Linked DNA regions of Rattus norvegicus: region 2 is linked to region 1. The links are chromatin contacts, called in public Hi-C maps. All regions are on one chromosome and are shown on one strand. The core of a region is the stretch at or near the end of the contact, and the rest is flanking DNA. Distances in the headings are between cores, read along the strand shown.

Evidence for each region. Hi-C and Micro-C count contacts between places; a contact is called where the count stands out from the background.
Region 2: a contact with region 1 is called in a Hi-C map of the Rat2 cell line, with 3 times the contacts expected there. The contact joins the promoter of Trdmt1 here to the enhancer-like site in region 1. A contact is called at or near these places in 2 of 12 Hi-C or Micro-C datasets (the A7r5 cell line and the Rat2 cell line).

What each region holds. Positions count from the first base shown.
Region 1 is chr17:81,424,703-81,429,982 of GRCr8, reverse strand. All of the region lies in intron 27 of Cubn (cubilin), which reads left to right. Among named protein-coding and RNA genes, the nearest start is that of Cubn, 74 kb to the left of the region's middle. Within about 2 kb of position 1,637, at least 40 of the 93 cell types and tissues checked have an H3K27ac peak or open chromatin away from gene starts, as enhancers often do. A contact at or near this core is called in the A7r5 cell line, where this site is marked.
Region 2 is chr17:81,552,214-81,557,486 of GRCr8, reverse strand. It overlaps Trdmt1 (tRNA aspartic acid methyltransferase 1), which reads left to right and starts at 3,451. Exons shown (of 11, transcript NM_001031643.1): 1 at 3,451-3,548. The coding sequence starts at 3,485.

The sequences.
Region 1 (5,280 bases), core at 388-2,887:
GGGAGGGACTAGGCATTCACCACTCCATCAGTGGTCATAAAATCCAATATTTATAGATGTCCCTGGACTTCTGAAGACATCATTTTTATAATGAATTAGAATAATTATTAATAGTTACTTATGGAAAAGGATATACTCAGGATTAAAATGGTTTGAAAATAATGCTGGAACTGATTACTTTCTGTAACAACTTTTTAAGACAGATGTTGATGCTTGATTCTGAGCCGAGAGAAGAGATGTGGGAAATAGAACATTTTTACTGGGGCCAGCTGAGTGTCTGGAAGCCTAGAAGAGTATGTAATTCTAGCATAGGGAAAACATAGCTAAGACATACTTATATTATGATGCCAATAATTCTTCAGAGAGAATGTATTAAAAGTAGATTTATCTAATAAAAACACACACACATAGTCATTGCAGGAGATTGAGAAAACAGGAAAGCTTAGAGGAAACCAAAAGATTTAAATTGCACCACTACTAAGAATATTTAGTGGTGTTCATTGCCTGCTCTTTTTATGTTTATTTTATTTTAATATTCATAGATTATCTTATGCATTCTACCCTGTAATGACATTTTTCTATGGGGCGTATCTAGTGTGTGTGTTACTTTCCAAGTTCTCATCTTCACAGTGCAGCCTGCTGGGAGACGTTTAGGATCCTCTCTGAGATAAACATCTTTGTAGTTAAATGCTAGCCTACATTCATGGTTATGCATTGATTAAAAAAAAAAAAAAGAGGAAAGAAAACAAAACAAAAAACACAACCAAAAGACTGAAAATCAGCCTTTGTGCCTTCTAATGGAACTGATCCGTAGAAAGCAGAACTTAAAACCATAAAGGCAACAAGAGCAGGCTGAGATCAGCCAGCCCGTAGAGAGGCCACTGTGCCATCTGGATGTGAGCTAAAGTCCTAATTCAAAGTGATACAAAATAACTCAGAATAACTCAGAATGTGGCCGTCTGCTGGTCTGTCGCCGGCACGCAAAGCCTGGCATTATGGGAAACCATTGACTTTAGATGGGCGTTTCACATGCCCTGCCCCACCCTGGCAGCACGTGGCATCGTGGGTTTGCCCCACCCTGGCAGCACGTGGCATCGTGGGTTTGCCCCACCCTGGCAGTGCGTGGCATCGTGGCTTTTCCTGTAGTGAGGACATGTGTGTGGGTCCGGATGCTGGTGTGTGTGAGTCCCCAATGCTGCTGTGTGTGAGTCCCCGATGCCACTGTGTGTGAATCCCCGGTGCCGGTGCCGGTGTGCCGTGAGTGAGTGGCTGCACGTTCAGTTGGGGAGAGGCACCAAGGCCCCACAGAGCTGTGGTGGAGCACTGTCCGAGTGTGTCATGCACCCTCAGCCTTCAGCAGCATTTAGCTCCTCTACCTTCTGTAATTCAATGACGGATCCCACACGCCCTGGGTTTTCCCTGTTCCTAATGAGGACTCTGCATCAGTCTCCTACTCTGCGATTTTCGTTTGGCAGAATTACAGAAACATTCCGAAGCCTTTACATTTTAAAGTGACCTAGGAGGCTCTCATGCTTACTAAAATCATGTGTGTAAAATTAACAACATTCGTGAGGGCTGACTCCTGCGCTTGGGCTCTAGCTCAGAGGTGGGGTTCCTTCCCAGCCCACACAATACCCTGGCTTCTACAGCACCGGAAATACAATGAGTCAGTACCATAGGCATTCTGCAGTTGTGGTTTTCGGGGGAGAAATAAACAGGTGTTTGAAGAATTCTGCATCTTCTGCCCTCTTGAGTTCCAAGGCTTAAGCAGCAGGAGGCACACCATAGGACAGTGAGGAGAAAGGTCACTAAAATAAGGAACAGCACATTACTTTGGCACATCCCGTGCCTTCTCACCTCACTGTGCTAGCCTCAGCAGCTCCTGATGTCCTCTCCCTTGTTGGGCTATCCTCTACCATGATGGACCCGCACTTCTTCACCTCCTGCACGTATACTTAACTTCCCTCCCCACACTCAGGGTGATTTGCATCTGGCTGTCCACCCAGAATGTCAGGGAGGACTGCAGTCACAACTCAAACCCAGGTTACCATAGCAACAGGATGCAAGCAAGGGTTCTCCATCTCCAGGCTTGATTCATTTCTTCCCTCCCTGCTCAGCCAGTGATGGTGGTTCTGTAAAGTGTTAAACGTGAGTCAGCCTCAGCTGTCTAGACTCATATGTCATTGCACAAAGCTACTTCTGGGTGGCTTCTTTAGTTAAGAAAAGAAAAGGAGTGTTCCCTTTATATCAGACCAAAAATTAGAAGAACACTTCAAATGAATTTCCTTGTCGCCTTGTAGTTTTCTCATTTGCCAGAAAGCTGTTAGTACCATGGCATACCAAACATGCACATTCATAGAGTTCAAGACGTTAAGTAATTTCTACAAGACTGTGTGCTAGGCAGAGTCCCTGTAGCCAGACTCTGACCAACTCTGCCCATCTTCTATGAATGCCCCATCAAGGAAATGACTTGGTCGCTTCCATCAATGCTTGACTTCAAAGAGCCCATCTAAGGGCTCCTGGACAGAGATCACTCATCAGCTTCATTGTATTGACTAGCGTTTCCCTTCATATATAGAGAGAGGAATCTTTGCTGGCCCCTGCAGGTTCTTCTCTAAGTGCTTTAACTTATTTCAGTCACGTTAAAAAAAAAAGAAAAAAAAAGCTTCAGACGTGAAACAGTTTTCCTTGGATTCCAAGCTTTCTATATAGCAGGATTTGATGAAAAATTCCCAGTTTAAACGGTATCATACCAGAAAGGCGTAATTCACCTTCCATGTCTTATATCCAATCTTCTGCAACTGAGAAAATGAAGTTTACTTCTAGACACTCTTCGAGAGAATAAGAAAAACAATACTGTTGATTGTGGTTAATGGTTCGGTGGTACGGTAGATGCCTACAGTGGCAAGATTCTGGGTTTGAGCTCCAGAATCAAAAAGAGAAGAAAATGAAAAGGAAAGTTAATGCATAAAGAATGAATTCCGTGCTAATCAGAAGTTGAAAGGTCTGCTTTGGTTTTAACATTCCCGTGCTAAAAAGATTTAGGAGAATGTCAATCTGTTCATCTATTCTCATGTGACAGACCAATTAATTACCATTTTTACTCATTATAGTCACAGAATTTCAAAGTCACAAAAGAGAGTCATTAAACAACTCAAAGTAGAAGCCCTTGAAGAACACATTTCTGTCCTTAACGGTTCTTGGGTTTAGTGAAGGGAGGACCTGCTGAGGCCCAGGTCAGAAAACATGTTGTACACAGCTCCACTCAGTAAGGCTGTGATTTCCAGGTTTGAAAGTATCCACAAAGCCAGAGGACCTTGTGGTTGGTTGGTTGGTTGGTTGGTTGGTTGGTTGGTTGGTTTTTAAAGACAGGGTCTTTCTACATAGCCATGGCTGTCCTGGAACTCAGGTCAACCAAGCTAACCTCAGACTCACAGAGATCCACCGACCTCTGCCTCCTGAGTACTGAAATTGAAGATCTATGCCACTGTGTCTGAATGCTAGGGCATTTTAATCTCCAGGGCCAGTGAGATGGTTCAGCAAATGCAGGCACCAGTGCTACAAAGCTGGTGACTTGTGTTTGATCCTTAGATACTGTGGTAGAGAGGAGAATTAATTCTTGAACACTGTCCTTTGATGTCTATTATGCACTCATACACACAGGACCCCATACAAACACCCTTCACACACATCTACATGTAACATTACAAATTAAAAACAAACAAAACCAAATCAACCAACCAAAACAAAACCCATCTTACTGGGCCAGTGCACACATGCTAAGCTAAGTTCAATATCCAGAACCCACTTAGTAGAAGGAGAAAATGGATTTCCGAGAGTTGTCCTCTGACTTCCACATGCTGTCTCACTTGCATCCCTACACATAAGTCATAATCAAACACACTAAGAACAACAGGCGAAATTTTAAGAGTCATTAATACCACAATAACTGGGTCCTCTCTGTCAGTTGCTGACATACTGTATGTGTCTTTAATTTCATATCACCTGCTTCTGTGGCCCTTAATATTGAGAGGGGCCTGTGAATCATTTCATACTGTAATTGACATCTGACGTTACTAATGTTTTCTGTGTTTGTAACCAGATTGTCAAACACGCAGGAAGTAACCAAGTAGCCGGGCGGTTTGGGAAGTGAATTCCCTTCCTGTGTGTCCGGAGAAGGGCTGGGATGAACTGTGTTCCTAAGAGACCAACTGGCATTATTGAACACAAACAGCCTTATGATACACAGTATCACATTTGAAATGTGTTTGATGGCTAACATGGCAAAGTGAGAATCGTTTCAAGTATTTTATTTTTAAAAAGACCTGCGGCGACACAAACCAGAACTCATATTCAGGGTGACAAAGCCTCATCTGTAGTTTCTTGTTTCCCTTAAATGAGTTCAGAACTTCTTGATGGTTCTGTGGAGTGGATCTCAGGCTTGGCGAAAGCAGAAGAAATCATAGTTTTAACAGACACAAACCAGGAAGCTTTCTGGTCAGGGCTATGAGTCACTGTTGGAATGTCCTGTGGTTAACATTCTGCCTTGAAAACAGAATCAAGAGCAGAAAGACACCACTGGTTTCCATGGTGACCAGTATTTGTATACTTTGCAAAGTGACTGTTACTTTTTGTGTGGTGTGTTTACTTGGGAATGGATTGTGGAGGTGATATTAGCCATCCGTGTGAAGACAAACTAACAAACAAAAATCCAATTTAATTAAATGTAAATGTTAGAAGGACTTAAAATTGAAGGAGCCGGGTGGGATGTACCCCCTCTTCCTAGTAGAAGTATCGATGTGCAGTAATTAGTTTATTAATTTATTTGACATTTCATTTATTTCAAATGTGCCCACTTGATGTTTATTGTAATGCGCCATTCCATTCTTCCCAAAGGATAAGAGCATTTAGCTTTCATTTATCAGTGTTTCCACACAGCCATCTTCTTGTCTAACTACCCCGCCCAATACCACTCACGATGTGCTATTTTAAGACCCCTGGTTTCTGGCATTTTGGGGCTCTCCGTGAGTGGAAAAGATCCCATTAGACGGAAGAAAACATACCGTCTATATCATTTAAAATGTCACAGCTCTTAGTTTTGGGGAGGAAAATAATGCACTATAATGTATTATAACACATAATGACCTTGTGCAGAATCAGACCATGGTCCCAGCTCGCAGCTACCCAGTGCTGACTACAATCTACCAGGTAGAGGGTGCTTTAAACACAAAGGGGTTTAAGTTTTGCAAGTTGAAGTAATTTTAGCTTTTGGTCACTAAA
Region 2 (5,273 bases), core at 2,202-4,701, 130 kb before region 1:
ATTCACTAAAAGGTCTTAAGTTTTGGTGTTTGTTTCTATTTCCTGTTTTGTCCCTTTCTCTGCTAATGTGACAGTCTGATTCAGTGATTGCCCACTGTGCTACCACTGTCTAAGCCTCCCATTGCCTCTCAAAGAACAGGATCAGTACCATCAACTGGACTCTAGAGGGCCTTAACATTTACAAGTGTTTCTATGGAGACCATTGTGAATTATTATTGTAAATTTTCCACTCTTCCCTGAAATGTATGAAAGTGGATGTGTGTCCATGCATTAGTGCATGGGCACACGTATCATAGTACAGGAGTAAAGGGTACAGCTTATGGGATCCCATTTTCTTTTTCTACCATGTGGGGCCTTGGTACTGAACTCAGATTGTCAGCCTTGGTGTCAAAAACCTTTACCCCCTGAACCATGTCTCTAGTCCTAGTTTCCATTCTTGAAGTAACTATCATGTGTGGTTAACTTTAGACAGGAAATATTACATTAAAGAAAAGACATTTTTTGTGAGGTGAAAACTGGGCCACAGGAAACAGATAGGGTTTAGTTCTAGAAACAAGAAAGTTTCCATTTCAACCTGAGTGGTTGAACTGAACTAAGGAATCCATTAAAAGGGTTCCACAGGATTTCTAGGCAAGGCAAAGAACACAGCAAACAATATAAGCAGAAAAGAGGAGGGATTTATGGGGAATGCCAAGCAGGTTTTAGATCAGAGACGAAGGAGAGAAAAATAAAATGAAGAAGAGACACTTGAATGATATTGTCATCAGAATGTCACTAGCCTGTGTGAGGTCTGGTCTCCCCCGCTTCCCCAAGAAGCTATTATCTTCATTAGCTCTGCCGTTTGTGTATATATTGACTTCCCCTACAGAGTAAGATCTTTGGTCATAATTACTTTAATTTACAGCTGAAGAAATTCAAGATCAGCAATTCTCAACTTATGGGCCAGAGGCTCCTTTGGGGGTTGTATAGCAGATATTTATATCACAATTCATAACAATAGTAAAATCACAGTTATGAAGTGGCAACAAAATAATTTTATGGTCGGGGTAGAAAGGTAGAGAACCACTACTCTAGATTGACTTAATATATTGATTGTTGAATATATATACAAATATCTGAGATTATGTAGCTCCCTATTTATAGTTATACATTTTACATGTGGATATTTATTGATAATGCTAATATGACATAACCAGTGTTAGAAAAGCTTTTCATTAATTATATGTGTGTATGTAGTTTCTATAAGCTGAGTGGATTAAATACTCTATTTTTTAAAGATATTTAAAAAGCTTTCTGTCTAGACATTCCAGTTTGAACATGGGGCAAAATCAGAGCCTACTCTATCAAATACTAACTCAGCAATGATTTGTTGGAACTGCAAAGCACTCAGTAACCATCTCTTCTCTCTCCCTCTTCATGATGAAGAAATCAGGTTATCTCGAAGTCACACAACCAGTTACTGTCAATGTCAAGGCTAAATCCTAGTTTCAAGTTACCCTTCTATCATGTAACACCCTTTCCTATCAAAATACATGACTAACAAGTACAGAAAACATAAAGGACAATGCTTATTGGCCATTTAAAAAGTTGAGTCTTAAGTCTGATTAGACAGTGTTTGTCTATTTTCACAGAGTTTATGCCACCATTGCACTAACACAACTTTCAGACAGGACAGCAGTGTATATCAAAGGGTTTGCGGCTGGGTTGGCGGTTATGTTTCTCCTTTGGTAGCTAGGATGCAGTTACTTCCTAGATCAAAGAGGTTAGCATGCTGAGGCGGAGGCTCTACATAGGCACCAACTTGACTTCTTCATGCTCCATGAGTTGTATAAATGTTGTCTTCAGCCATGGGGACTTGCTGTCAGTTTGTGGAGAACAACTTATAGTTTCGGCAACAGCTTTGTTGTTTGAGAGTTTCCATGGGCTCCCTTTGGCCAAAATGACTTCTAATGACGTTCCCCTATCCTCATAGATCAGTGCCTTGCTCGGCTCTCACCAGAGAAGCTTTCAACTGTAGCAGAGCAGAACAAATGCAGAGACCCACAACCAGACACCATGTAGAGAGTGCAAGGCCTTGGAATGCTCAGTGGTAAATGGGATGTCTCCATCAATCCCCTCCCTAAGGGCTCAGGAAACCCCGTGGAAGAAGAGATGGGACGAGTGTAAGAGCCAGGGGGGACAGAGGACACCAAGCAACCAAGGCCCTTTAAATCAACACGATCAGCACACATTGAACTCAAAGAGATTGACGCAGCCTGCACCAGATGGGGCCCTAGAGCTGAAAGGAGAAATGGGCACCCGTCCTATCCCTAACTCAGAACTGATACCCGATTGATCACCTCCTGCGAATGAAAATTTAGTTTCCTCCAAAGGAGCATCACTGGGAAAACAAACCGCTCTTAAGAGTAGGCTGTATGCCCAACAGTAGGTGGGCGACAGAAAATGAAGTCAGTAGCATCTTTGGAGAGTCTTTGCCATATAATGTTGTGTCAGGGCCCCTCCTCCTTTAATTTTTAGCTTATGTTTTATTTTATCTATATATTTTCTTCTCCCTTTTCCCCTACTTTTTCTTTGCATGTCCTATTATGGTTTCCAATTTAGTGGTTTTATGAGTGCGCAAATGAGTTTTTCTCTTTCTTGTGCCTTTTCTTGTGCTTTTTTTCCTTCTGTTTGCTTTGCTCAATACTGATGTGTGAGTTTTTGTTTTATCTTACTTTATTATCTCATAGAAGCTCATTTGTTTTCTAATGAGAGACAGAAAGGGGGTGGATCTTGATGGGGGTGGGGAAGAGCTAGGGGTACTTTAGTAGAGGAGGAGGAGCTGTAATCAGGATACATTATGTGATGAAGAAAATCTATTTTCAACAAAAGAAAAAAAAACCAGCGTATGCTGGGGTAAATAGGATAAATCCTATTTTCATTTATAGCAAACATCCTCTTTATTATTAATGGGCCAATAAGGCTCGGCCTTAAGCACTTGTAATTCTGGAGCTTTCTTTAGGAAAGAGCCTGGTAGGATTTAACTTCATACTCTTAGCACAGGAACACCAGGGAGCATATAGATGTGTGCCTAAAATTCCTCAAAGAAATGCTCGATCAGGTCAGACTTGAAAAGAACAAAAGGAGCCCGAGGGGTTTTTTGTTTGTTTGTTTGTTTTTAAGACTATTCTAATCAGTAATTTACTTCGAAGCCAATGGCAGTTTCAGCTTTCTACTGAGGGGTCTCTTTCTCACTCAAGTCCGCAGAAAACACAAAACAAGGAAGAAAAAGCACAAATCAGGCTAAGGAGCGGCAGGAAGCGGGAGCCTCTCACTCGCCCTGCTAGCTCCCAGGCTCCAAATCTGCTCTCAATCTGCAGCCAGTTGCGGGGAACTGAAAAGCTGCGGAACCAGAAGTGAAGGGAGCGGAGAGGACGTGGGGGGAGTAAAAGAAGCGTTGGACCGGTAGGCCTAGTTTCCAGGCCGCGGTCGCGGTTGCGAGAGGATGGAACCTCTGCGTGTCCTGGAGCTGTACAGTGGCATTGGGGGCATGCACCACGCGCTGCGAGGTGAGCGGACAGACAGCTTTTCTTAGATTCACTTGGGCCCACAAGTTCCGGCTCTCGCGCCACCGAGGGCGGAGCGGCGGGGCGGGACCTGCTGCGGCCGACCTCGGTTGCCCTGGAAACCACCTTAGTGCGCTTCCCGGGTCCGCCCCTCCAGGCTGTGACTCCCCTACTCTGGCCCCAAGCTTTGTAGCCTAAACAGGCCGGCGCCCCAGGGTACTGTTTGTGAGATGGCATTCTTGGGCCCCTGCAGCCAAATGAACCCAAGTTGCTTCAAAGTTAAGGCAAGGGGCGAGCCCTTTGCCCAATGCTAAGACCCAAATTCTAGGTTGGCTGTCACTGAGCTTGGAAGAGGTCACGAAAGTGGGCAGGGGTGGGTTGGAACAGGAGGATAACTACATTTCAAGATAGGAATTTACAAGTATTAGGGTGAAAGGGGAACAAAAGGGGTTACGTCTGTGGAAATAAGTATGCTTTCTGCAGGCCTACGCGGATGCCAGAGAACTGAAGTCAATTTTTGCTATACAGTGTGACTGGCTTTACAGTTTTGACTCTCTTATTTGGTTTTTAAATACGTGAAGCAGAACTTTCAGAAAGGGACCTCTCGAGAATTAAAAACAGCAATGTGCCTGACACGTTGTAGCTACTTAGAAATTAGTTTGCTGTCACTTTGGTTTTGAGGCTTCTTAATTTCTTTGCTATCTATCCACTTTTGTGATAACTCATATTTACTTAGTGAACTCCATTGACAGCATGTCTGTTCTGAAGTTGCTAAGACTAAGACGAATGCAAAACGGAAACTTCTTTGCTTTGTTTTTAGTAACAAGAGGCTAGGTGGATCTATTTTCAGCAAATATTGACTTTTAATCCAATACTAGGCTAGAAATATTTCATGTTTTACCACTTTTCTGGTCTTTACATTAATTTATCATATTAAAATTAAGCAAATTAGGGAAGCTTGTACTATCTGCGCTATTAACTTTCTAAGGTTGTATAATTTTAGCTTTCCCCCCATAACTTGAAACCTTTTAATTAACAGGGTTTTAAAAGCCACTTAGTGCTTTATTAGAAGTCATGAACAACAACTATTTACTCTTTGAACTTGTAGATTTCTTCTAATCCCCACCCCCACCCCAAACACAGTATGCTGCAAAAAAATCCTTAAGTGTAAATCTTGATTTTTTTTCCTTGAAATGTGCTTATGAATTTTAGATTAATTCATCCTACAGTGAACATTAGAATCACCTGTCTATAGCCCTGTCTTGGCTGGACTGTGGGTTCTGTTTTCTGTCTACCCAGAGCCCTCTGGTCTAGCCTCAGTGGGAGCTCAGTGGGATTTTTGTATTCCTTCACTCTTGTAAGTCCCTTCTTAGTTCTAGCTTTTACTTTTGCTGCTGTTGCCTCTCAGAGATTGCAAACCCAAACTTTTCTACAAGACTTGTTCACCCATCTTATGTTAGTTAGTGTATGACCTGTTAAGAGATACTTTCCCTGTTATCCAAAATAACTTTTCCTGTTACCAAAGCTCCCTGTATCTTTGGTTTGAGGATTGCTTATAAAAGAGGTCTTAATCATATTAACTAATAACCATTAGTTAATATTTAATTATTGAGCTTTTTTTTTTTTTTTTGGTTCTTTTTTTCGGAGCTGGGGACCGAACCCAGGGCCTTGCGCTTCCTAGGCAAGCGCTCTACCACTGAGCTAAATCCCCAACCCCATTATTGAGCT